4 separate regions of the Mus musculus genome follow, and all the other regions are linked to region 2. The links are chromatin contacts, called in public promoter capture Hi-C maps. All regions are on one chromosome and are shown on one strand. The core of a region is the stretch at or near the end of the contact, and the rest is flanking DNA. Distances in the headings are between cores, read along the strand shown. Region 1 holds the start of Suz12 (SUZ12 polycomb repressive complex 2 subunit). Region 2 holds the start of Lgals9 (lectin, galactose binding, soluble 9). Region 3 holds the start of Atad5 (ATPase family, AAA domain containing 5). Region 4 holds the start of Tefm (transcription elongation factor, mitochondrial).

Region 1 (6,899 bases), core at 56-2,555, 1.0 Mb after region 2:
AGCATACGACCTTGGTGTAGACTTAGGCACAGGGTTCCTCTGTATAGCCCTTGCTGTCCTGGAACTCACTTTGTAGACCAGGCTCGCATCAGAAATCTGCCTGCCTCTGCCTCCCAAGTGCTGGGATTAAAGGTGTGTGCCACCACCACCGAGCATAAAAACATTTTTAGAAAGTTAAAATATAAGCAATATAAGCTGGTTATTTTGTCTAACTTGAAATCCAAGTTATTCAGAGTAAGCCAATTTGTACCAACAGACTTAGGTCGGGTCTGTTTATCTTTTTTTTTTTTTTTTTTTTTTGGTTTTTCGAGACAGGGTTTCTCTGTGTAGCCCTGGCTGTCCTGGAACTCACTTTGTAGACCAGGCTGGCCTTGAACTCAGAAATCCGCCTGCCTCTGCCTCTGGAGTGCTGGGATTAAAGGCGTGCGCCACCGCCCAGTTTATCTATCTTTTTAAACAAGACACTCAAAACACAGCGTTCCTCACAAGCTTTTGGCAGTACAATAAATAAAACTTCAAGAAATGTCTTTACTTCGAATCACCTATTTGTCTCAGAGAAAATGAAGTATCTACTTTGCTCGCATCGTGTTGAGAAGCCACAACCCAATTCCACAGAATCCCAAAACCTCACATCACTTAACAAAACAAAACCAAGTCTCCTTAATTTCTGAGAAACGGCCGCCACAAAATAGGTCGCTCCCTTTCGTAGGCGAGCCCTTCACGTCCGACAACCCAGTGGCTGCGCTAGGGGATTTCGGCCATGGGTGGCTTGGGGCACGTGGCGGCCAGGGGATCCGATCTCCTCCTGCCTCAGTGGAGATGAGACTGAGCACACAGCACCCCCGGGGCAGGTCACTTCCTGAGACCACACAGTCTCGGGATCCGCGGTGGACCTCCGCTCCTTTCAAAGGCCCCTTCGCCTTCAGTTTCTCAGTCACCCGCCTCTCTCTCCAGGGGACCTCTGCCCCCCTGGGGGCGGCGACTGACGAAGCTCTCAAGGCGAGAAACGGCTCCCAAAGCCGCTCGCGAGTCCCCCTCTGCCCACAATGCACCGGGACGAGCAGGAAGGCCGCTCCGACCCCTCATTTTCCCGCGAATTCAGTTCAAAGAGGCGTCCGGGCCCGCGGTCGGCAGCGCGCACGGGCCAACCAAGCCGCGCCTCCGCGAGAAGCGCCTCCGCGTGACTGACGGGGGACTCTGCGGACCAACGGGCTGGGCGGCCCGGCGGCGCGCGCTCCCGCCGGCCAATCAGAGCGCCGGGCGGGGAAAGTGGGCGGAGCGAGGCCAGGGTAGGGTGAGCGGCCTCCGAAGCGGAGCGGGGCTCGGAGGAGACACTTTTTTTTTTTCCTCCCTCCTTCCCTCCTCTCCTCCTCCCTTCCCTTCCCCTCTCCTCCCCTCTCTCCTCCTTCCCCCCTCGGTCCGCTGGAGCCTGCTGGGGCGAGCGGTTGGTGTAGCAGGCGCGCTCACTCTCCGGGGCCGCCCGGCGGGTAGCTGGCGGGGGGAGGAGGCAGGAACCGCGATGGCGCCTCAGAAGCACGGCGGTGGGGGAGGGGGCGGCTCGGGGCCCAGCGCGGGGTCCGGGGGAGGCGGCTTCGGGGGTTCGGCGGCGGCGGTGGCGGCGGCGGCTTCGGGCGGCAAATCCGGCGGCGGGGGCTGTGGAGGCGGCGGCAGTTACTCGGCCTCCTCCTCCTCGGCGGCGGCCGCGGCGGCGGCGGCGGGGGCCGCGGTGTTGCCGGTGAAGAAGCCGAAAATGGAGCACGTCCAGGCTGACCACGAGCTTTTCCTCCAGGCCTTTGAGAGTGAGTGTGAGCGGCTTCGAGGGCAGGGGTGCCCCTCTCCGGCGTTCGGGGCACGGGGCACTCCGCCGGGTTCTCGGAGAGTCCACTTGCTTTGGGAGTGGAGGGAGGACTCGCTGGGGAACGCCGGGGTCCCGAGCAGGTCCCTGACTCCCGGAAGGGTCGCCCCGGGGCCCCCAGGTTCAGAGCAGCCTTGGAGGTGGGGACGTGACGGTTGAACTGAGCGCATATAGATCCCGAGACGAGTTGGTGTTTTCGTTTGTGTCTTCCTTACTCCACAAGTACAGGGATTATAGTTGTAGGTTTCGGGGGGACGAGACACAGCCTGTCCGGAGATGAGTGTTGTAAAGCCGAGGAAATTGTCATGGGTCTGAAATGCGTTCGTACCCACTCTGGCTGCGTGTGAGTGAACACGCAGCATTTGAAACCTTTTAAGCTTTTCAAACCTTTCCGCCCATTTTATGGGTGCGTAGACTGAGAGAGACAGAATGGGGCAAGCGTCCTCTCCGTGGACAACCTTGGAGTTGTTTCTTAATTCCAGAACATTTTTTTTTTAAATCCCGGTTTTTCGTTTTAAAAGATGCGTGGAGGGCGAAACTGACTTTTTTGGAAAGGGGATCACACAGTGCCTGGAAACAAACAATAGAATTTATAAACATTATGACTATAAATAAAATTGTTACTAAGTGGGCATTATATCCTGATGGTTTTGCACCTCTTTTGTGTAGATAGTGGAATTTAGCAATCTTCTAGCTGGGTATTTTACGGCAACTTGAATGAAGTCAGCTTTGCCGTTGAATCTCTTTATTTACACTATATCCGTGGCATATGTTATGGGCTTTGGTATCAGCTGTGCTTGGAAAGACGTTTTACATTGTTTTAATACTCTTCCTTCATTTTCATTGATTCTTCGTGAAATTCTTATTGGAATTTAATACAAATCATTTCGATTTTTGAATATTGAAACAGATAATTGGTCATGCTTCAGAGATCGTTATTCTTTTGCTTAATATACTTTTACAAAAATCTGAAAAGCTTTTAAATATAATCAGAACTGAAGGACAGTAATGAGAATAAATACACTTGTTTGTACCTCTTCTAAGACATCTCATCTCCTTTTACTTTAACTTGAAACTAAAACTAAATTGAAGATTAATTGGAAATTTAAAACTTTCTAAATGTTATGAGAAAACCAATCCTCTAGGAAGGTTTTAACTACTAGCTTTCAATGAAATCCACTTGCAAGAAAACAGTTACCATTAAGAGTTAGATCTTTTTTTTACCCCTAATACTTAATTCAGTTTCTAGACATTAAGTTCTTAATGTAATTATTAATATAGGTATTTGTAATTACATTACCATGTCTTAAAGAAATGTGATTCTGGTAGTTATCTAATATTACTGGAATGGGGGAGTTGTAGGAAGATATATTTCAACTATTTAACCTAAGCCCTTTATAATAATTTAAATTTTAAGCATTAAAAATTGTTTTGGGGAAAAATGTTTTTGGAAGCTGTTATGAGTTTAAGATAGAATTTTACAATACTAATTTTTTGATCCTATCTGTATTAGAATGTTTGTTAAGAGTTTAGTTTTGACTAGTTACTACAAGTTTTTTAATGGCCAACTAAAGTGAAATTTTCATCTTGCTTGGCGTAAATGTGTGTGTGGAGTAGAGCTAAGTCAAGGTACTTAATTTATTGCTCTTTGCTTTGCTCACTGATGGTGGCTACCACAGAAAGGATTAGTGACAGTGTAGAGAAAGACCCTTAGGTTTTACCTTCAGGGAGGAGGAGGGGGCGGGAAAAAGATTTTGTGAGTATATGTCTTGGACTGAATGACCTTTCCTGCTTACTAGTTTTCTAGATATAAATATGTAGTAAACTATTTCCATAATGGGAGATTGATTGCTTTATATTGCTTAGGGTGTGGGTTGTCTTGGGCTGGGTTGATAATTTACTGACAAGTTCATTAAAAAGTACATTTAGATAATGTTTGGATTTTGTTTCCTGTTACCTAGAACCAACACAGATATATAGATTTCTTCGAACTCGAAATCTTATCGCAGTAAGTAGTCAATGAAATTCACCAGTATTATTTCATTCTTATAATTTCATCTGTAACTTTAATCTTTTTAATTTTTTATAGCCAATATTTTTGCACAGAACTCTTACTTACATGTCTCATCGAAATTCCAGAACAAGCATCAAAAGGTATGTTTTATGAATCTTATTTCAAGCTGATGAAACTATAGAAAGTTTTGTCTTAGAGTGTGGTAGAGCAGCTCAGGAAAATGCACTTTAAAGTTCTGATCACATATTAGGAAAATTGAAAGATCAACTTGTTTGAAAAATTTAAACGTATCTCTTTTGTAATTCTAGTTTGTCACTAGTTTCTTTTTTTTTTTTTTTAAAGAAAGATTTATTTATTATTTATTATATGTAAGTACACTGTAGCTGTCTTCAGACACTCCAGAAGAGGGAGTCAGATCTCGTTACAGATGGTTGTGAGCCACCATGTGGTTGCTGGGATTTGAACTCTAGACCTCTGGAAGAGGAGCCATCTCTCTAGCCCCTGGAGTTCAGTTCTTAATATAATGTATATATTTACGTTTATGTATAATACGTACTATTAGTATAACAGTATTTTGTGGGGAAGGACACTGTTGGGAATTGAATTCCAGGTTTTAGGCATAGTAGACACTTAGCTATTACCACTTAGCTATATCCTTAGCCCTCATGTTACTCTCTTTGAAGTCGTACCATCAGTTATAATATTAATTCTGGTGTATTTGTTAAACTCATACTGGAGTCTTCAAAGAAGTATTCAAATACTATAGGCTTAACCCTACTGTGATACAGTAGGATTAAAGATGAGAACACGCGCGCGCGTCACACACACACACACACAGAGAGAGAGACAGAGAGAGAGAGAGAGAGAGAGAGAGAGAGAGATGAGAACACTTTAGTTTATTTTTGGAGAAAGGATTTCACAGTGAATCCCAAGCTGGGCTGGAAGTTGTAATCCTCCTGCTTCAGATTCCTGGGTACTTTGATTATAGGCATCCAGCTATACACCTGACTCAAGAAAGAACTTTTTATTGAATCTTACCTTATTAGATATCTTTTGAAGTTATTTGAAACCCTTCCATTCCCCTCTCCCCATCAAACGTCTTGTAATTTTAATCATTTTATTTTTTGGTGACCATATGGTTCCTATTTGTTTCATTTGTTAATCTCAGCTGTTGTGTGGTGTTGATCTTCTAAAGAAGTGCTTGCTGTGGGGAGGAGCTACTTTAGTTTTTTTAGTAGTTGTTTTCTTTTTCCCTACAGGAGGCTAGATTGCCCTTATGATCTTACCTATTTCAAATGGCTGCTACTGTTCAGTTCTAGTGTCTTCAAAATGTTCAGTTCCAGTTTTTTCTAAATGAAACTCAACATTGGAAGAAATGCTTCAGTTTTTGAGTCTTAACCTTTCTTCCTGAAGACAGATTTAAGTTTTTTTTCTTAGTTATCAAAAAATTACCATTCTTTCTTGTTCTGTTGTATGGGCATTTGGTGTTTGGCTTGTATGTATGTCTGTGTGAGAGTTACAGAGTTACATGTGCCTGCGACATGTCAGCTGCTATGTGGGTCCTGGGAATTGAACCTGGAACCTCTGAAAGAGCAGTCAGTGCTCCTAACTGTTGAACCATCTTTCCAACCCCTGCAACCTTGTTACTATTCTTAAGTTATTTTAAGTTAAATGGTTAAAGTTAAGTAGTAAAATAATTTTTTTAAAATCCTTCAATATTTATACTTAACAGTTATTTGTAATGAGCCTGAGTTTTTTTTCTCCTCTTATTTGTAGATTGAAAATAGATACCTTTTTTCTTTCTTTCTTTTTTCTTTTTTTTTTTTCTTTCGAGACAGGGTTTCTCTGTGTAACAGCCCTGGCTGTCCTGGAACTCACTTTGTAGACCAGGCTGGCCTCTACTCAGAAATCTGCCTGCCTCTGCCTCCCGAGTGCTGGGATTAAAGGCGTGCCATCACTGCCTGTTGATTCTTTTTATTAGAGAACAGTTGAGTATTTGGCCCGGCATAGTGGCACACATTTGTAATATGAAGTCAGGTTATTTGGTTATCTACACATACGTATTATCAAATTATAAATGAGTGTGAAATCAACTTTTCAAGTTCTAATTTTGAAAATAATGTCTCTGTAAAAGAGAAACATTTGTTTCTATTTAACAAATTATATGAAACAATACTTTTATTTGTAGGATGTAGCTCACTTTGAGGAGTAAGATAAGGCATATTTTCTATTCCACTCAACTTTCATTTGGAAAATTTTATTTATTTGGTGGAAATTTTTTTTTCCTCTTAAGCAGATTTAGCCAGGTGTGTTGGGGTTATGCCTGTGTTTGAGGCCAGCTTGATATTACATATTACATGGTGAGTGGTGGTAGGCCAGCTAAAGCTAGATAACAAGACCCTCTATCAAAAATCAAAGAGTCAAGTTAAAGTATAATAAATTTATGATTGAGTGGTATGTGCCCTAACGTTATTGTCATTTTTTTTATTTTTTTGAGGGGGCTTATTTTAATCTTTTTGATGTGGAATATTGTTTAATTGAAACTCTGGCAATAACTTTTGAGGATATCTTATGACTAGCAGGGCATGGTGGCACATGCCTTTAATCCCAGCACTGGAAGGCAGAGACAGGGAGGTCTCTTGAATTCAAGATCAACCTGGTATACAAAATGAGTTCCAGGTTAGCCAGGGCCAGACAGAAAAAAATCCTGTCTCAAAAAACCAAAACAAACAAACAAACAAAAAAACCCCAAGATAATGGATGTTTTAAAAATATACATACTTTGCATTTGTTCTGCTAAACCTGATAAGTGCTTGAATGCCTACTAAGTCTTAAAAAAAATGCCTTTCAGGAAATTACAGCCTAGTAGTAGAAATAAAATACTTAGGTTTTACATGTAGGGGACTTCAAAAATAAGTAAAATGAAATACCAGGAGAAAGGAGAATTACTCATGACTGGGAGATAATTACAGAAGTTGGGGCTTTTTTGTTTTTGTTTTGTTTTGTTTTGTTTTCAAGACAGGGTTTCTC
Region 2 (6,378 bases), core at 2,293-4,792:
TTAGCCCAGGCAGACTGTAGCCAAAGCTGACCCTTGAACCTCCGTCTCAAGCTCCTATGTGTTGAGAGAGCCAATGTGTCCTACCATCCCTGGCTTAGATTTTAGTATTTTTTTTTAAAGCAATAATGCCTTATCTTTTTTTAAGATTTATTTATTTATTATATGTAAGTACACTGTAGCTGTCTTCAGACATTCCAGAAGAGGGAGTCAGATCTTATTACAGATGGTTGTGGGCCACCATGTGGTTGCTGGGATTTGAACTCTGGACCTTCGGAAGAGCAGTCGGGTGCTCTTATCCACTGAGCCATCTCACCAGCCCCAGATTTTAGTATCTTAAATGGTGTTCTAAAGTCTGAGACACATTATTCTAACATGAGTGAATCTTATAAGCAAAGCATAAGAATAGTAAAAAGATGGGGAAGGACCTAAAAGTCCACTAAAAGGAGAAAGTCAATATATAATACTGGAAGCAAATGCTTTGTTGTTGTTGTTGTTGTTGTTGTTGTTGTTTGCTTTGTTTCTGTGATGCTAGGGATTAAACCCAGGCTCTCAAACTTTCTAGACAAGCACACTTCCTTGTATGCCTATACACACAGGATAAATAGCAATAATTGATGCTATTTGCATGTGATGAATTCAGAGTAGAGAGCATGGAGGTGGAACAGTGGAGAGGCAGCACCTGTGGTTATTTATTCATTTTTGTGTGGTTGAGGAGCTCAGAGGACAACACAGAGGAATCGATTCTCTCCTTCTACCCTGTGGACTCCAGGTCACCAAGCTCAGTGGCCAGAGCCTCACCTACTGAGCCCAAATGAGGTCATTGTATAGAAGGTGGGAGGGGCTATTTGTACTTGGTTACTAATTCATAGATAAACTTTAGGACTGAGAGACTTTGGGAAGGTCTGTATGGCACGCCTCACCCTCCCCTCCCCCCCAGCAAAGGCACAGAACCTGGGACTATGTTGATTTAAGTGATGAAAGGGACTGTGCTGATAGGTTGAAGTCCATGGACTTGGGGAGATTGCTAAATTACCCAGTCCAGCCTTAAAAAATCACCAGTATCCTCATAAGAAGGGTCAGGCTCTGAAATAGATGGAAAGAAGAGGTCTGTTCTGGTGAGATGCATCAGTAGATAAGTGCACTCGTAACTGAGCCGGATGATGCAAGTTAGACCCTCAGGACCCAAATGGCGAATGAAAAAGTCTGCCTCCCAAAGTTGTTCTCTGACCTCTGTCACATACACACACAAACCAAACAAACAAACAAAATCAAACAAACAAATACATTTTGTCTAGAAGAAGCGTGGACTGCCGAGACTCATCTTCTACCCAGAGGCTAAAGTCTTTTGCTTCCCTTTCCTGTTGGGACATGCAGAAGGCAGAGCCTACAGACAGAGTATGGTCAGCTCAGTGGTCTACTGGGGCACACAGTCTGGATACCAGCAGTGTCTGGCATATTTTCAAGCCAGAAGGCCCAGCCGTCCCAGAAGTTCAAAGACCCAGACAGTTCCTCAAGCATCCTAACAGCTTTGGTTTTACTGTCTTTGTGGGCGAGGAAACGGAAGTGCAGAAAATTAAGTAACTTGCCCAAAGCTACACAGCTGGTTAACGACAAGCCTGGGGTTCAGACACTAGAACCAATGTTCTCCGTCATAGGTGATATAGGCTCCCTTTCATGAGGAAGCACATACATGCCCTTGGCCCCTGGTCACCAGGGTCACACAAGAGAGTCATACTGCCCAGTCCCATCTTCTTCTGGACCCTCATGGGAGTCAGCAACCAAGCCTGTCCATGACATGGCCCTCAGGCTGTGACAATACTGTTCCTCTGCAGGACAGGAGTCACATGACTTTTGTACAACGTCAGCACTTCAGTGGACGTGTGACCCACAGCTGCAGAAGTCAGTGGGTCACTGAGTGAGACCAGCCAGGTAGGAGGACCTGTGATCCCAGTGCTACGGCGACATAGCCTCCATGTCTCCCACCAAGACCTGTTTAACCTCTCCCCTCCCCCGTGGGAGGATTTCCCTTCATAATTGAAAATATTGCTTTTTCCTTCATTTTTTTTTTCTGATTGTTTTAAAGATGGGGCACTGTTCAAGACCAGGCTGGCCTTGAACTCAGAAATCCGCCTGCCTCTGCCTCCCTAGTGCTGGGAAAAGTCTACTTTCTAAATTCAAGTTGTCAGCTCTGCCTGGTGGGAAACCAGAGTGGGTGTATCATGCCCCTGTGACACGTCCTGCCCTTGAAGGCCCCACAGAGACACTGGACAGTCCCTTCTAGCTTTCCCATCTACCTTCCATGCAGGTCCCAAGTTAGAAGCCTTAACCCTGTGGCTGAGGACACTGGTAGCCCCAAGCAAAGCCCAGAGCCGTGCTAGATCAGGCTCTGACGCTGGGCTCTGGCAGCCAGCTCACCTACAGACCCTGCTATCTCCCACCTGCACACACGGCGACTCTACAGAAGGTTCCTGGGAGCATCACTTTCGTCTCCATTACTGCCATCTCCCCATGAGCATCCCCTCTTCTGGGAAAAGCACTTTCCTTCGCTGTCACCCACCATCTGAGGACATGTGGCAAGGCCTCGACCTCTCAAAGTCTCAGTGTCTCCACTTACAGTGTGGCTACTAAGCTTCCTAGTGTATAAACAAAACCACCTATAGACAGGGGGTGGAAAAAGGAGCCCAAGGCAGCCCTTTGCACCCTGCACTAAAAGACAGTCCCTACTTGCCTGTCTGCACACACTCTGGAAGTGTTCTTGGGTGAATTCTGATGTGGCCCTTGGAGAACAGAGGGGAGGGCTTCCCTGTTCCCCTCCCGTGCACTCCCAAGACACCTCCATGTTCCAGGTGCTGTTTAAACACCCACGTGTGCTATCTGCTTTCTCCTTGTTTTAACCTCAGGAGACAGACTAAGTATTATTTCCATTTTACAGATACAGAGAGGAGAAAGTACTGCGCGTGCGACATCACCTAGTTTGTAAATGGCTGAACAGAGATCCTCTCTAAGGCAGACACTTTAAGTGTCATGTGAATATCTGCTACCTGCTACCTCCCCCCACCCCCAACAAGCCCATCCACATCATCATATAAACCGTCTCCTTCCTTTGTAGATGCTACCAGGTAGCATGGAACAGGCACATGTTAATTCACCTCATAAATCATAGTGAGTGGCACCCTTGGGTCCTCAGAGGCACAGCAAGCCTAGCATGAGACACGAGCTGCATCAGGATGACCCAGCTGACATGCCTGGCATGTTTGTCCCTTATGTGCTGTCTGCAGGACACCCCACCCTCTATCTGTGCCACTCCGTTGTTTCCCCACAGGTCCAGAGCAACTTCCCCTGGATGTGGCCGTTAGCTTTTCCTCAATCACCCCACAACTGCATCCCACAACTCACCGGGTTAATGTATGGAGACTGGGCACTGAAGAGAGCCATCTCTTCTATCTCAGGGGAACCAATGCTCTCTTCCTCACTCGATGGTGGACGACAGAACTCTGCGCAGGGCAGGGCTGAGCTAGGAAACAGAAACCACAGCTATTTGGCACTTCTTCAAGGGGAGGAGCTCAGTGGCTGAGGGAAGTGTCTAGAGAAAAAGAAAGCTGATGTCAGGGTGGAGGGCTGGAGGTGGGACTCAGTGGGAGGACCTAGGACCAGTGGACACTGGGTGTTCCCTGCTCTGCCTTGACTTTCCCTTCCTGTGCTCTGCCCAGAGAACCAGTCACATGGCCAGCAGGCGTTCCTCGACAGCCTCGGCCAGAAGTGGCTGTGCTTCTGAGCCTGCTTCCTCACCCCATCTAGCAGAGCTGAGCCTTCATTTGTCCTCTGGGTGGGCATCCGTGGAAAAGACCTTCCTCAGACCTTTGTATGTGCAGAGAAAACAGTGCTCAGAAAGACCAAGGGGCAGCATGAGCAAGGTTACACAACTCCTTACGGGCACTCCGAAATCTCTGTGATGCTGTAGGCTTCCAAGAAGCATCTCTCCCTGGTGTGAAAGCTTAACCATGGAGAGCTATTTTGCAAGAAACACACCACCGCTGAGGTTGTTAATGTGGACTATGTGGGGGCCCTGGGAACTTCATTGCCATCTGCCTGTGAATTTGTCTGTTCTCCTTGTCTCTCCCCTCTGTCCCTCTGTTTTGGGGTAAGAAGAGGAAACATACTTTGGACACAGTAGAATATTCCAAGTGACAAGGGAGGAGACCCTAGGAAATATTTGAAATAGTTTTGAAGCCAGGAGAGATGACCCATCATGAATTCCCAGCATGCCTAGTCTACAACATACATAATTGCTCCCTCCTCCTTTCCTCCCTCCCCACTTCCTCCTTTTCTTCATGTAGACCAGGCTGGCTTTGAACCCAGTATGTAGCCAAGGATGGCCTTGAACTTCTTCTTTTTTTTAATAATTTTTATTTTTTATTTATATGTAAGTACACTGTAGCTGTCTTCAGACACACCAGTAGAGGATGTCAGATGTCATTACAGATGGTTGTAAGCCACCATGTGGTTGTTGGGATTTGAACTTTGGACCTTCATAAGAACAGTCAGTGCTCTTTTTTTTGGTTTTTTGTTTTTGTCTTTGTTTTTTGTTTTGTTTTGTTTTTGTTTTTCGGGCAATTAGCGCTCTTAACCAGTGAGCCATCTCTCCAGCCCCAACCTTGAACTTCTGATCCTCCTGCCTCTACCTCCCAAGTGCTTGGATTATACCTATGACTCACCTCTACCTGATGGTGCCGGGGTTAGGACCTAAGGCTTCCTATGAGCTAGACATGCACTCCACCAACTGAACTACATCACCAGCCTTTCCCTGCCTTAAACAAAAACACAAAACCAAAACCCAGCTCCTGCAGCTTAGGTTATGAGTTAAGGGAAATAATCAGTGAAGCAAAGAATTGCAGGACAGGTTTGGGGTGGGGGTGGGACTGGGGAGCCAGGAAAACAGACTTACCTGGACTCATTCAGGACTTTGGGATTGCACTATGGCTAGCTAGGAGCAAGCTTGCTGTGACAAAGCTGTGGTCGTTATTCCCAGAGAAGTATGGGCTGCAAACTTATTCCCACAGCATCAGTGTTGGGAAGTGTACCCGGCACCATGGGAGCTGATTCGGTTTGGGGACTGGTTCTTTTCCTTGGACTGGTGTGGCTTAGCAAAAGACATGCAGCTGCAGATTTGACCTCTTGCCTATATTTCTACCTTCTGCCTTCAACCATGCAGTCATAAGACGGTTATCTTGGTTTGTGCTTCCCAGCCTCCAGGGTAGAGAGAAAGAAACATACATTCTCTATGAACTAGTTAGCCTACGTTCTCTATGAATTAGTTAGCCTGCAACATTCTGTTACAGTATCACAGAATGGCCCTCTGGGTACCAAGGGATACCAAGGGGAAAATCAGTTCCAAGGAGGAAGTCAGACACTTATCTGCAACACGATTTCTTCTTACACTCAGCCGAGACACACCAAAACTTGCAAAGACTAATTCTTAGATATGCTTTCTTAGAGGCCACGCGCCTCCTTTTACCTTTGCCCCAGTTATAAGTGCCTTACTCAACAGGAACTGACTGGATTTCAAGAGCAGGCTATCCTGTTGGAGCAAAGTGGAAAGGGAATTCTTCGCAGTCCTCTGGCTATCATGGACACCAAGGACAGTTTTGTCATGCTAGGCAACTACCAACGGGTTGGGATTTGGGGCAACTGGAATCCCCATTCTCTGCAAGTTGGGATGTAAAAGAACCCAGCCAGAACTGGTGCTTCAGCTTCAATACAGCAGCCAGGCCCTTCTCCTGTGCCCCAGCCCTGGCTGTTTGTTCAAAACAGTTCTGTGCATCACAGCTCCAAAAAGGAAGCAATACACAGTCACGTGAGAGACATCAGGGAACTCCGTGCATTTGAAGGGCCCTTGGCTCCCTGGGAATGGGGAATACATGAAAGAGCCAGATATAGTCGAGCCTACACTGTGGCAATGCCATGCACATCCAATCCAGCAACAGCTTGCCACTGGGGCTGCTGCCTGAGAGAGGCACAGACTTCTGATGGCGGTACATGCTCCGGATCGTGGTCTGGGAGATGGTTCCTGCTAGCTACATAACATTCTTCTATTGAACTAGCATCAGCATGTTTCCTTCTAGGCAGAGAGTACCTCAACAAATCACAGCTAAAAGGAAAAAAAATCTCCGAGAGCCTTGAAGGACATGGGCCCAGCTGAGTTCAGGAAAACAAGTCATTTAGGGGTGATACTTGCATTTGATGGACATTGGGATTCATTCCATTTGTGGATGTTATGTTTAAAGCTGTTGTGAATTTCTTAATTTCGTCTTCTACTTCTTCCTCCTCTTTCTCCTCCTCTTCTTCTCCCTCTTTTTCCTCCTCCTCTGCCTTCTTCCT
Region 3 (6,505 bases), core at 3,823-6,322, 1.1 Mb after region 2:
CAATAAACTTGGTAAAAACCAGGGCTACTTAACTGTTTGGGATTTTTGTTTCTAAGCCTTGTAGCCTTGGCTGACCTGGAACTTAATATGCAGACCAGGCTGGTCCTGAACTTGAGGCAATCTTCCTGCCACTGCCTCTTGAGGTTGCAGGTGTGAGATGCCAAATCTGGCCAACATTGTTTTATTTCCTTCCCTTCCTTCCTTCCTTCCTTCCTTCCTTCCTTCCTTCTTTCCTTCCTTCCTTCCTTCCTTCCTTCCTCCCTCCCTCCCTCCTTTCCTTCCTTCCGTTCTTCCTTCCTACTTTTCTTTTCTTCTTTTAAATTTTTAAAAAATGTATTTTATGTGCATTGGTGTTTTATCTGCAATCGCGTCTGTGTGAAGGTGTCAGATCCCCTAGAACTGTTGTCACAGACACCTGTGAGCTGCTGTTGTCACAGACGCCTGTGAGCTGCCATGTGGCTGCTGGGAATTGAACCACAGTCTGGAAGAGCAGCCAGTGCCCTTAACTACAGAGTCAACTCTCCAGCCCCTATTTTCTTAATATAGGGATGGAGGGATGGAAGGCAAAAATTTGTATGTAGGATATCTTCACTACACACACATACACACAGGGAAAGAAAGAAAGAGAGAGAGAGAGAGAGAAAGAAAGAAGAAAAAAGGCACCTGAATGAATTCTTGAGAAACTCTTCTGCCCAGCCATGAGGTTAGGGAGTGCATTGCTATTTGAACTTTATAATTTTATTTTACATTTATTTACTTGCTTATTTGTTTACTTTTGTATGTATGTATGTATGTATGTATGTATGTATGTATGTATTCTATGTGTGCCATTTGTAGAAATCAGAGGAAAACTCACAGAAGTCAGTTTTTCTCTTTCCACCATGTGAGTCCAAGGAACCAAATCTAGGTTATCAGTCTTGTCAGCAAGCACCTTTAACCACTCTTGGGCCCAGCTTTTGTTTGCTTGATTTTGAGGCAGAGTCTGTCAGTCTCTCTGTCTGTTGTCTCTTTTTCTCTTTCTTCCTCCCTCCCTTCCTTCTTAATAATGTTGGCTGTCCTGGAACTCACTCTGTAGACCAGATTGGCCATGAACTCAGAGATTGCCCTGTGTCTGCAGGGTCTAAAGGTCTGTGCCACCACACCTGGAAGGCCCTGCTATTTTCAACCTAACAGAGGACATTTCTAAAGAGTGAATCATCCTGTGGCTAGAGTGACAGGAGAGGAAGAGAATCCAGAAGCAGCAAGGGCAGATGCCAACTGGCCATGGAATAGCTCAGATTACAAGGATCCAGAGGAGGGCGTGGGATTAGCCTTCCCCAAGTCAGTGGGACAACCAGGGGACTGCACTGACACCAAAAGGACAAGAGAAAGGGTTATGAAGCGCAGAGACGATGAGCAGAGGCTTAAGTACCTCTGAGCACAAGAACAGTTTGGTGACAGTGCTCACCTAAGATGTGCAAGGCCCTGTTTGGTTTGACATGTCACCACCTCCCAGCACTGCACAAAAACAACGAAAAAGAGGAACTCCAGAGTGGGCCCAGCAGTTCAAAGTGCATACTGCTCTTGCAGAGGAACTGAGTTTGGTTCCCAGTGCCCATGTAGGGTAGCGCCCAACCCCCTTGTTACTTGCAGATGAATGTGATGCCTTGGCCTTCTCACATGTTTGCACATACCACACATAGACACACACTCAAACACATAAGTAAGAATAATAACAGTAAGCCCGGTGGTGGTGCATGCCTTTCATCCCAGCACTCAGGAGATAGGCAGATCTCTGTGAGTTTGAGGCCAGGCTGGTATACAGAGTAAGTTCTAAGATAGTCAGGGCTACACACACACACAAAAAAAAAAACCCTGTTTTGAGGGCCCAAAAGAGTAACAAAAAAATTCTTCAAAAGATTTTAAATAGTGACTGGAGAGATGGCACAGCAGTTAAGAGCACTGACTGCTCTTTCAGAGGTTTTGAGTTCAATTCCCAGCAACAACATGGTGACTCACAACCATCTATAATTGGATGCAATGCCATCTTCTGGTGTGTCTAAAGAAAGTGACAGTGTACTCACATAAAAAAAAAAAATAAGGGGCTGGTGAGATGGCTCAGTGGGTAAGACTGCTCTTCTGAAGGTCAAGGAGTTCAAATCCCAGCAACCACATGGTGGCTCACAACCATCCGTAAGGAGATCTGACTCCCTCTTCTGGAGTGTCTGAGGACAGCTACAGTGTACTTACATATAATAAATAAATAAATCTTTAAAAAAAAATTAAAAAAAAAATCTTTAAAAAAGAGAATTTAAATAGCTGGTCATGGTAGCACACACCTTTAATTCCCACACTCTGGAGTCAGATGCTGGGAGAGATCTAGACTGGTCTACAGAGCAAGTTACAGGACAGCCAGGGCTACATAGACCCTGTCTCAAAAGAACAAAAATAAACAGGAAACCAACCACCAAAAGTAAACATCTCTAAGTTATAGCTCCCCCCCCCTCCCCCCCCCCCCCCCCCCAGGCAGGGTTTCTCTGTATAGCTCTGGCTGTCCTGGAACTCACTTTGTAGACCAGGCTGGCCTCGAACTCAGAAATCCGCCTGCCTCTGCCTCTCTAGTGCTGGGATTAAGTTATGCTTCTCTTTTAAAATGTCAAAGTGCTTACGTGAAAGGCTGGATCATGTGGCTGTGTACAAGCACACACAGCACACACTCAGACACAAAATGTTTAGAGAGCAACTAAGAACGAAACCAGCAGGGGGCGCTCTGCTTGCTCTCACAGTCCAGCCCTGACAGCACAGACTAAGTGGAAATGTGGAACATAATGCATCAGGTACAATGGAAGCTCAGAAACCTTAAGTTTAAAGCACAGAATTTTGACTGAGGCAAAGCAGGTGTGCAGAGGTTCCAGGGACAGTTTTTTTTTTTTTTTTTGTTATTTGCTTTTTAAGTTGTTTTTGTTTTTTGAGATAGAGTTTCGTGGGGCTGAGGCTGGCCTCAAACATACTGTGCAGTGAAGAATAATCTTGAACTGCTGACCTTTCACCTCTACTTCCTAAGTGCTGTGATTATAGGTGTGTGCTACTATATCCGATTAGCCCCTGGTATATGTGTGTGTGTGTGTGTGTATGTATGTGTGTGTGTATATATGTGTGCTATGTATATGAATATTTTGCATGCATGTATGTTTCTGTACCCCATTCATTCAGAGTTTTTGTGCCTATGGAAGCCAAAAGAGGGCATCAGATCCCCTGGGCCTGAAGTTACCTATGGTTGTGAGTAGCCATGAACCTGGGCTCATGGTTTCCCAGTTAGGCTGGAGGCCGGGCCCCGTTGTCCTCCTATCTCTGCTGGTCTCAGAGCTGGCATTCCAGCCATACACACAATGCCCAGTGTGTTCCACGGGGCTGGGATGTTTTCGTGATTGTGCTGCAAGCTCTCTGATCCTCTGTGGCACTCCAACAACATTGACAGTCCACTTACTTGTTCTTATTTTTATTTATTTTTAAATTATGTGTGCAGTTGTGTGTCTGTCTGTGGGTATGTGGGTGTGTGTGAGTGAATACCTGTGAAGTCCAGAACACGGCATCAGATCTCCTGGAGCTGGAACTAAGGACTGTTGTGACCTACCTGACTTAGGTGCTGGCAACCAGACTCAGGTCCTCTGCAGGTGCAGTCTACGCTCTTTTTTGTTTGTTTGTTTTTTGTTTTGATTTTTTTTTTGAGACAGGGTTTCTCTGTGTAGCCCTGGCTGTCCTGGAACTCACTCTGTGGACCAGGCTGGCCACAAACTCAGAAATCCACCTGCCTCTGCCTCACAAGTGCTGGGACTAAGGCATGTGCCACCACTGCCCCAGCAGCAGTTAAATCTTTAACCACTGTGACTGGGTTTTACAAAGACTGTTTATAATGGTTAATTGTGGGCTGGGTGTGTAGCTCAGTAGCCCAGCCCATGCTTTCTGAGGCCTGAGAGATGACTCAGTTGTAAAGGGCTTTGTTGCTCTTGCAGAAGACCTTGGTTTGGTTTCCAGCATCCACAATGGTAGCTCAAAACTGCCTGTAATTCCAGTTCCATGTTCTCTTCTGGCCTCCAATATATACACACCAGGCAGTGGTGGCGCACGCCTTTAATCCCAGCACTTGGGAGGCAGAGGCAGGTGAATTTCTGAGTTTGATCTACAAAGTGAGTTCCAGGACAGCCAGGGCTATACAGAGAAACCCTGTCTCAAAAACAAACAAACAAACAAACAAACAAACAAGAAAAAATATATTTGTGTGTGTGATGTGTATAATATGTTCCTGTGGGTTAGTGCAGATGTACATACATACATGCAGAGTACAGAGATCAACATGAGGTGTCTTTTGGCTGCCTCTTTTCTTCCTTTTTTAGATTTTTCGTGATAGGGTTTCTCTGTGTAGCCTTGGCTGTCCTGGATTTCTCTCTGTATACCAGGCTGGCCTCAAACTGCTGGTCTGCCTGTTTCTGCTAACTCCAGAGTGCTGGAATTAATGGTGTGAGTGTGCCTCCGTTGCCTGGCTCCTCTATCTCTTTTTATCTTCTGTCTGTCTGTCTTTCTGTCAGTCAGTCTATCTACATATCTATCTATATAACGACAGAGTCTCTCGGCTGAAATGGAACTTTCTACGTAGTCTGGCCTCAAACTTAAAGATATCTGCTGCTCTGCCGTCCAAGTGCACCACCACTTCCTGGCTTCAAAAATATAATTTTAAGAATAGCTAAAGTCGCCGGGTAGTGGTGGCACACGCCTTTAATCCCGGCACTTGGAGGCCAGCCTGGTCTACAGAGTGAGTTCCAGGACAGCCAGGGCTACATAGAGAAACTCTGTCTTGAAAAACAAACAAACAAAAAGAACGGCTAAAGTCTAAGTTAATTCGGCCACCAAATGATTAGGTAATCTTAGACAAAACACGTCTTCAATAAGTCAAACTTTAACATGGAAGTGCGAATCTCTGAAATTCAACTAGATTCCTAATCTAAAATTGCTACAATCGCGCGCAGATTCGCCAAAGGAAGTAGTTTGTCCTTCGCGGCTCACCGTCTGCGCAGCCTCCGACAGCGGTCGTAGGCTCCGCCCCCTGCGCTCCGGACGGCGGGAAAACCCAATTGACAGAACTCCCGCCGAAGCCCCACTAGTCCGATCTGCGTTCTGTGGGGCTCGAGCGCTTATTCTGGAGAATCTGCCCCGGGGGCACCTTGTATTGTCCCGCCGCCACCTCGGGGCCTGAGCCCGGGCTTCCCGTACATCTCTGTCTGAGTCTGACTCGGCGGCCCTGGGCCCAGCCTCTCACTCGCGTCCGGCCGGTGGTCTCTACGAGACCCGAGACGGGCTCCCCGGCTCGCAGCTCGCTCCCACTGGACCTGCCGCCCCTATGGCCTCCAGCCAGGCTGGGCCGGACCTCTGAAGGGCCTAGGAGCCCGGGTTCTAGGAGGCAGAGATCATGGTGGGGGTCCTGAGCATGGCGGCGGCTGCAGCACCCCTTCCTGTGAAGGACTACGAGATTGAGGTGAGGATCCGTCAAGTTCCTTTCTGCCAGTGTTGGGGAATTGTGGCGTGAGGATGGGGGGAGTCCTGCGTGCTTCTGGGACGAGGAAGGAGGGACACGATGACCCACAGTCATAATTTTGTGTGGGATAGTTGCCTCAGTGTGCCGTGTAAAGCTCTCACAAAAGCGTTGGCATTTTAAGATATTTTCGGGCTGGTTGTTAAGTCAGGATTTGAAAACTACAGTTCCCGGGTCCTTGAAACGTTGGTGGAATAGCATGTCACCAAGGATTTCAGGGTCACTTTCTTTGTTCATGATGATGTGGGATCACAGAACGGCGAAGAAGATGAAGCTTTAAGTTCAGCTAGTCCCGTACTAATACCTGTCCTAGGAATTCCATTTAGAATGTCACTTAAATGGATCAAGTAAGGAACTTACCGTGACCGCAGAGCTTAATGTAATGTAGTTAAGAGTCTCAGTGACATGTAGGTGCTTAATATTTACCATGTTTTAGAGAATACACTAAGTAGAGGACAGTGCTTAATGTAGGAAGCCCTTGCTTTCTGAGAAAGAAAGAGAAATATATACTAAACAACTATAAAGATATTCTATGCCGTTTAGAAGTAGTTTTTAGGATCTTAAAGTACATCTCTGACCTACTTTTTCTTCTGTCATCATTACAGGCTTGTGCCTCTTCAGAGATGCTATGGTTTTTATACACCATATACCAGGCTAGCTTTCTGATGTGTTCTGGTGCCCTTAAAGTGAGCTAAGATGTGTATTCACTTAAATTCTAATTCTTAATTTTTATAATTAAGTAACTTTTTCAGCTACAGAATATTTATATTATTTACTGTGTAGCACAGCACATCTCAAATTCATCACCTACTCACCTCAGCCTGCTTATTCAGGGATCACAGGAATGCACCATTCACACCCCGTTAATCGAGTTTTTTTTTTTTTTAAAAGATTTATTTAAATGAGGACACTGTAGCTGTCTTCAGACACACCAGAAGA
Region 4 (6,649 bases), core at 713-3,212, 1.2 Mb after region 2:
TCCTTTCCATCTGTATCACAAGCAGCAACACTGGCAACACGTTTCTCAGGTGCAGTGGATTTCCTCACAGAGCAGGTGTTATTTAGGACTGGAGGCAGGGATGAGTACTCTGGGACTGGAAACCATCTCCTCCCTAAAAGGGAAACTTGACTTATAATGTTCTCCTTGACAGTTAATACCCAAGCTTGTGCAGTTATACAGACTTGCACACAGACCATATTATCACAGAGAATTGTCTTTAAGAGGAGTGTAGAGCTGGTTGTAGTTGTGCACACCTTTAATCCCAGCACTGGGGAGGCAGAAGCAGGAGGATCTCTGAGTTCAAGGGCAGCCTGGTCTACAGAGGAAGTTCGGGACAACCAGGACTGCACAGTGAAACTCTGTATTGAAAAACAAACAAAACATAAAGAGTAGTTTTACAATAATTACAGTTATCTATCTTTGAGGGTTTGTTTGGTTTTTGGTTGGTTGGTTGGTTGGTTTTGATCATTGGTAGGGTTGGGTTTGTTTGTGGGGTTTTTGTTGTTGTTTTCTTTTTTGAGACAGGATGTCACTGGATAGTCTTCATACTCAAATTCAGTATGAAGACCAGGATGGCCTTGACTTCATAGTAATTCAGCTGCACCAGGATAGCCAGTACTACACAGAGGCGCTGTCTCAAGGAAGAAGCTGTAGTTGCCTGGCACTGTAACTCCGTATGTACAACCTCAGCACCTGAGGGGCAGTCCATACAAGATTCAGATTCCAAGAGTTTTATGACAGTCTGGACTACCTGAGACCTCATCTCCAAAAATTTAATTAATTAAAATAAAGAAATTGTAGTCTTCTCGGGATAAGTAGAGTCCACCTTTAATACCAGCATTTGAGCCAGGCAGTGGTGGCACGTGCCTTTAATCCCAGCACTTGGGAGGCAAAGACAGGTCGATTTCTTAGTTCAAGGCCAGTCTGGTCTACAAAGTGAGTTCCAGGACAGCCAGGGCTACTCAGAGAAACCCTGATTCAAAAAAACCAAACAAACAAACAAAACCAGCATTTGGGAGGCAAAACCAGGCAGACCTCTGAGAGTTCATGGCCAGACTGGTCTAGTACAGTGTTCCAGGCAATGAGACTGTTTGCTAAAGTAAAAACAATCAAAAAAGTTAAGGGCCAGTTAGATAGGACCTAGTTTCTGGCAAGGCCTTGGTTTCTATACCTAGAACCACTTAATTTTAATTAAAATTATTTCAAATGTCTGCTACTTATGGCATTTATAATATTATGAGGATTTTTTGTATCGCCTCTTATGATTGATCTCCAGTTCCATTTTTTACTAGTTTATCATCTGATGGAACTAAAGGAAATTAAACTTTATACGTTTATAATAAATGTTTTAGCTGGTCAGGAGTGGTGTTCCTCACTTGCAATCCTAGCATTTAGGAGATGGAAGCAGGAAGATCAGGATTTAGCTACATAGTGAGTTGCAGGCCAGCTTGGGCAACATGGAGCTCTGACTGGGGCAAGCGGGGGCTGGTGATATTAACTAAGTGGTGGGGACGGTTTATTTTGTTCTGCATGGTTCTCAATATTGCTAACAAGGCTGTATTTTTGCAAGCAGTCTACATTGTGCAATGGATAACTTTATAAGACAGTGTAAAGTCATCCTCCCAGCGCGGCCACAGGAAGACGACACAGCCAGAGGCTAAGCGAGCTACTCCGGCCCGGGAAGGGGCGCACGCGCGTGGACCCCGGGCCATTAAAGCGGACGGGCTCCGGGGCTGGGGGACATGAACGCCCCTCAGCTCCGCTACAGCTCCACGCTGGACAACCGGACACAGGGCAGAAGAGAACCACTCCCGGTTACAGGCTAGTGACTGGAAAGCAATCCACCTCGTGCTCAGGAACCCTACCTCCGGCCTTGATGAGGCAAGCAAGGTTTGTCCTCCAAGCCATCGCCAGGCTCTTTCCCACGCCTGTGTTCCTCCTCAACTTCCGGTTTCGTGTGCTCCAACAAAAAGTGCTCGGCCGGGGCTGGGCAGAAGGGTTCCGGCGAAAGCGACAGTCTCAGGGAAATGCCAACGGAGTTCCTAGTAATTGATGGCTGATGGTCTCTGGAGAAAGTGTGGCCGTTCGGGATCGCCGAGATGCATAGGAGTAGACTAGGTTTAATCCTGTTTTGGGGCGAGTCTCCTCTGGGTTCCCAGACACACAGCAGACAGTGGGGAGCCTATATGCACACATGTAACCCTGTCCGGAGTTGAGAGGAGGAGTATCTGGGAGAGATGCACGGGATAAGGCCAATGTATGAGGTCGCTTTGACGCTGGGCACTTTTGACTGTTTGAAAAGGATGGGGGGAGGTGAGTCTGGAGCCACATTTGATCCTTGGAATGCGAAGTGGAACAGTTGAAAAAGTCGGGCAGGTTGCTTGTTTTTTAGTTGCAAAGTCAGATTAGAGGGGCTTTCTAGAAAAAAAGAAAATTGGTCATTTGCAGCCAATGTGAGGCTGGACTGTAGAAGAACCTGAGGACAAGAAAGAGGAATCGGAAAGTTATTGTGATATGTTTTATAAAACAATTGTTGTGTTTTATGGAGCGCGGTATGGTGTGGTGAGGTGCCCATCCTGAGGCATCCCCTCCTCTCCGAGGTACCCAGCTCCAGTATGGCATAGAGTTTATTGGGGGGGGGGGGAGTTAAGAAGGGAGTAGAGGCAGGGAAAGGGGGGAGAGAGAGAGAGAGAGAGAGAGAGAGAGAGAGAACACGAACGAACTGGTGGCCCAGTACACGTTGAAGAGGACGGGGAGGGAGAAGAGGAGAGAGGGGAAAAGGGGTCAGAGAGAAAAGAGTCAGAGAGGGCAAGCAGTTCCTTTTAGAGCAAAGCCAGGCCTACCTGGCTGTTGCCAGGTAACTTGGGCGGGGCGTAGGAGGAATGACAACAGATTTTCTTGCCAAGGCAGAGTGAACTGTGGGGAATGAAACCTGGGCTAAGGAAGAAGAGTGGAAAAGGGTCTAGTAATGGGTTTGTGGTTATATTAGACGTCGTAGCTAACCTATAATGCCCACACTTAGGAGCATGAGGAGAATTGTGAGTTTGAGTCCAGTCTAGGCTATGTAATGAGTTTGAGGCCACCCTAGACTACAAAAATGACTCTGTCTCAAAAGGCATCAACAACAAAAGCTATTCACAGGCTCAGCCGTTCAGAGTACTTGTTGCTCTTGTGGAGGATCCGGCTTTGGTTCACAACATCCACATGGTGGCTGACAACCATCTATAATTCTGGTTCCGGGGATGTCCAATAACCTCTTCTGACCTCCACAGGCACCAGGCACAGACTTGGCACACAGACATACATGTAGGCAAAACACTCATATACACAAATTAATAAGTCTAAAATAAAAGTTATTCTTAAGAGAGCCTGGGGGCTGGAGAGATGGCTCAGCGGTTAAGAGCACTGACTGCTCTTCTGGAGGTTCTGAGTTCAAATCCCAGCAACCACATGGTGGCTCACAACCATCTGTAATGGCATCTGATGCCCTCTTCTGGTGTGTCTCTGAAGACAGCGACAGTGTACTTACATATAATAAATAAATAAATAAATATTTGAGAGAGAGAGAGAGAGAGAGAGAGAAAGAGTGCCTGGTGTGGTAACACATTCCTGTACTCAAGCATGAATTCCAGGTCAGCCTGGGCTGTCATAGTAAGACCTAGTCTTAAAAAAAAAAAAAAAGGGTTAGTTAGGGAAACTCATGGAAATTCTATGAATCTTAATGATGTCTCCAGAATGTAAGGATCTAACAAAAATAAAGACAATTTTAAAATCTTCCAAATTTTTTTTTCTTTTTAGGTTTTTTGAGACAGGGTTTCTCTGTGTGTAGCCCTGGCTGTCCTGGAACTCACTCTGTAGACCAGGCTGGCCTCGAACTCAGAAATTCACCTGCCTCTGCCTCCCAAGTGTTGGGATTAAAGGCGTGCGCCACCACACCCTGCTCAAAATTTTTTAAAACACAAAATTTTATACAGAATTCTTTCATTGAGTACCACAGAGATGCTGAAATGGACCATGGGAAATTTATTCCCTCACACTTCAGGAGTGCAGACACCTGTGACCAGAGTGTCAGGAGGGTTGGTTCCTTCTGAGGACTGCAGGAAATGCATGCTTCTCTCTGACCTTCAGATGACTACCTCCTCCACATATGTGTCACTCTGCTGTCACTAGGCATTCACACGGACATCTCATGAGAACAGCAGCCATGTTGGAGTGGCCACAGATCCAGTCCTGTGTAATCTCATTTTGGGAGAAGGAAGTGTTTTTGAGATAGGCTCTTATGATGTTGCCCAGGATACCCTTGAACTTCTGGGCTCAAGGTCTCCTCTCCTCTCAGCCACCTAAGACAGTGGAGCTATGTCCCAGGTCACTTGTCAGTCTTATTCTTTTGACTGTGTAGTGCTGGGACTTGAATCCAGAGCCTCATGTGTGTTAGGCAAGAGCTACCCATTCCTCAGCCTCCGTGTCATTTCAACTAATGACATTGCCAGTGACCTTCTTTTCAAATAAGGCTGCCTACTGAGGTACTGGGAGTTCCGATTCAATATATCTGTTTTGAAGGATGTAATTGAACCGTTACCTCTCAGAAAATAGTAAGTTCTGGAGTGAAAAGGCAGTCATTTCTTTCTGAATTGGAAGCTTTAAAAAGAAAGAAAGAAAAAAGATTTGGGGGCTGGAGAGATGGCTTGGAGGTTGGAAGCACTGACTGCTCTTCCAGAGGTCCTGAATTCAAGTCTCAGCAACCACATGGTGGCTCACAACCATCTGTAATGGGATCTGATGCCCTCTTCTGGTGTGTCTGAAGACAGAGATGGTGTACTCATATACATAAAATAAATAACTCTTTTAAAAAATATTTATTTTTTAAATTCTTTTAAAATTATGAATGTGTATGCGTGTTGGGTAGGGTGAGGGGTGACCGAAAGTGCAGGCGTCTGAGGAGGCCATAGGACCCCTTGACGTTAGAGCTGTCCAGGAGTCACTGATGTGGATGCTGGGAATAAACTCCGGTCCGCTGCAAGAGCAGTGCTACCTTTGAACTGAGCCACCTCTCCAGCATTTACCTTGAAGTTTTACAATTTCAAATCCATTTATGTATTTGTGACGAGGTTGTGCAGCTGTACACGCACATGCATGATGGTCTGAGGACAATTGACCGGATATGGGTCTTACCTGCTACCACGTGAGTTCCAGGAATCAAACTCAGGTCATCTGGCTTGGTGGCAAGACCCTTTCCTCAGTAAGCCATCTCACCAGCCTATGTAAAAAATAAAATGCCCCCAGGCAGTGGTGGCACTTGCCTTTAATCCCAACACTTGAGAGGCAGAAACAGGTGGATCTCTATGAGTCTGAGGCCAACCTCGTTTATAGAGCTAATTTCAGGACAGCCAGGGCTACACACAGAAACTCTGTCTTCCCAAATGAAAAAACAAAAAACCAAAAACAACAACAACAACAAACTTCATTCTAACGTGACCACTGTCCTCAGGAGATGTCTGTGTGAATGCCTAGTGACAGCAGAGTGACACATCTGTATGTATGACCTGAAGGTCAGAGAGAAGCATGAAATCCATTTCCTGCAGAGTCCTCAGAAGGAACCAACCCCCCTGACACTCTGGTCGCAGGTGTCTGCACTCCTGAAGTGTGAGGGAATAAATTTCCCATGGTTCATTTCAGCAGCTCTGTGGCACTCATGCCTGAAACAAACCCTTCGGAGCCCTCGGGGTGCCTTTGAGATATGGTACAGTTCAGGAAAACACAACTGAGTTCTTGCTAGCTGCCAAAGCAGGGAGTTTCCCCTGAGCCTCAGGTTCCTCATTTGTAAGTTGGAGGCGGCAGTAGCTGCCTCACAGGACTTGGGACACCGAGTAAAGTGAACATATGTACAACATACGCTCTGTGGGTGCTGGTTTTCCCATCAGAGCGTCGTCTGTTCTTCAGAGTTGATGATTAATAGCTTTGACAGGAAACGTCCTCCTCAGAGCCTCCATTCAGAACTGCACTTTGACCAGAGACTGGAGGTGGCAAGGAAAGTGACAGGCTAGTCATCGTGGGTCACTGCAAACCAGAACCAGGGTGCTCAGAATGAAAGTGGTCATCTTCCTCCTGAAATCAGCTGCTTCTCCTTTCCCTGTTTCTTTTTCCAGATAAATGTCCTTGAAACAAATTAATTTTGTTTGTAGAGATATTTTTTTAAAGATTTATTTTATTTTATTTTATTACATGTGAGTACACTGTAGCTGTCTTCAGACACTCCGGAAGAGGGCGTCAGATCTTGTTATGAATGGTTGTGAGCCACCATGTGGTTGCTGGGATTTGAACTCAGGACCTTCAGAAGAGCAGTCGGTGCTCTTAACCACTGAGCCATCTCACTAGCCCAAGATATTTTTTTTAGTCAGTCCTCCATAGTTAGATACGGTGGTGCACATCTATAACCATAATGCTCTGGAGGCTGAGGTAGGCGGATGGAGGCCAAAGGCATCCTGACCTAATTAATGGTAAGACTCTGGCTAGGGTGGGTGTAGCTCTGGCCTAACATATATGAGGCTCTGGATTCAAGTCCCAACACTGCACAATCAAAAGAATGAAGATGTCAGAGGACCTGGCCCCAGGTCTAAAAAGAGAAAAA

Evidence for each region. Promoter capture Hi-C pulls out the DNA fragments that hold promoters and counts their contacts.
Region 1: a contact with region 2 is called in a promoter capture Hi-C map of liver, with 2.5 times the contacts expected there. The contact joins the promoter of Suz12 here to the promoter of Lgals9 in region 2. A contact is called at or near these places in 4 of 39 promoter capture datasets (the C10 cell line, liver and pre-B cells).
Region 3: a promoter capture Hi-C map of pre-B cells shows a contact between it and region 2, with 3 times the contacts expected there. The contact joins the promoter of Atad5 here to the promoter of Lgals9 in region 2.
Region 4: a promoter capture Hi-C map of liver shows a contact between it and region 2, with 2.6 times the contacts expected there. The contact joins the promoter of Tefm here to the promoter of Lgals9 in region 2. A contact is called at or near these places in 2 of 39 promoter capture datasets (both in liver).

The regions. Positions count from the first base shown.
Region 1 is chr11:79,991,801-79,998,699 of GRCm38.p6, forward strand. It overlaps Suz12 (SUZ12 polycomb repressive complex 2 subunit), which reads left to right and starts at 1,306. Exons shown (of 16, transcript NM_199196.2): 1 at 1,306-1,799; 2 at 3,817-3,863; 3 at 3,945-4,009. The coding sequence starts at 1,520.
Region 2 is chr11:78,981,382-78,987,759 of GRCm38.p6, forward strand. Lgals9 (lectin, galactose binding, soluble 9) reads right to left here and starts at 3,543. Exons shown (of 10, transcript NM_001159301.1): 1 at 3,397-3,543. The coding sequence starts at 3,435.
Region 3 is chr11:80,084,328-80,090,832 of GRCm38.p6, forward strand. Atad5 (ATPase family, AAA domain containing 5) reads left to right here and starts at 5,073. Exons shown (of 23, transcript NM_001029856.2): 1 at 5,073-5,509. The coding sequence starts at 5,444.
Region 4 is chr11:80,140,191-80,146,839 of GRCm38.p6, forward strand. It overlaps Tefm (transcription elongation factor, mitochondrial), which reads right to left and starts at 1,963. Exons shown (of 4, transcript NM_183275.2): 1 at 1,887-1,963; 2 at 1-133. The coding sequence starts at 1,929.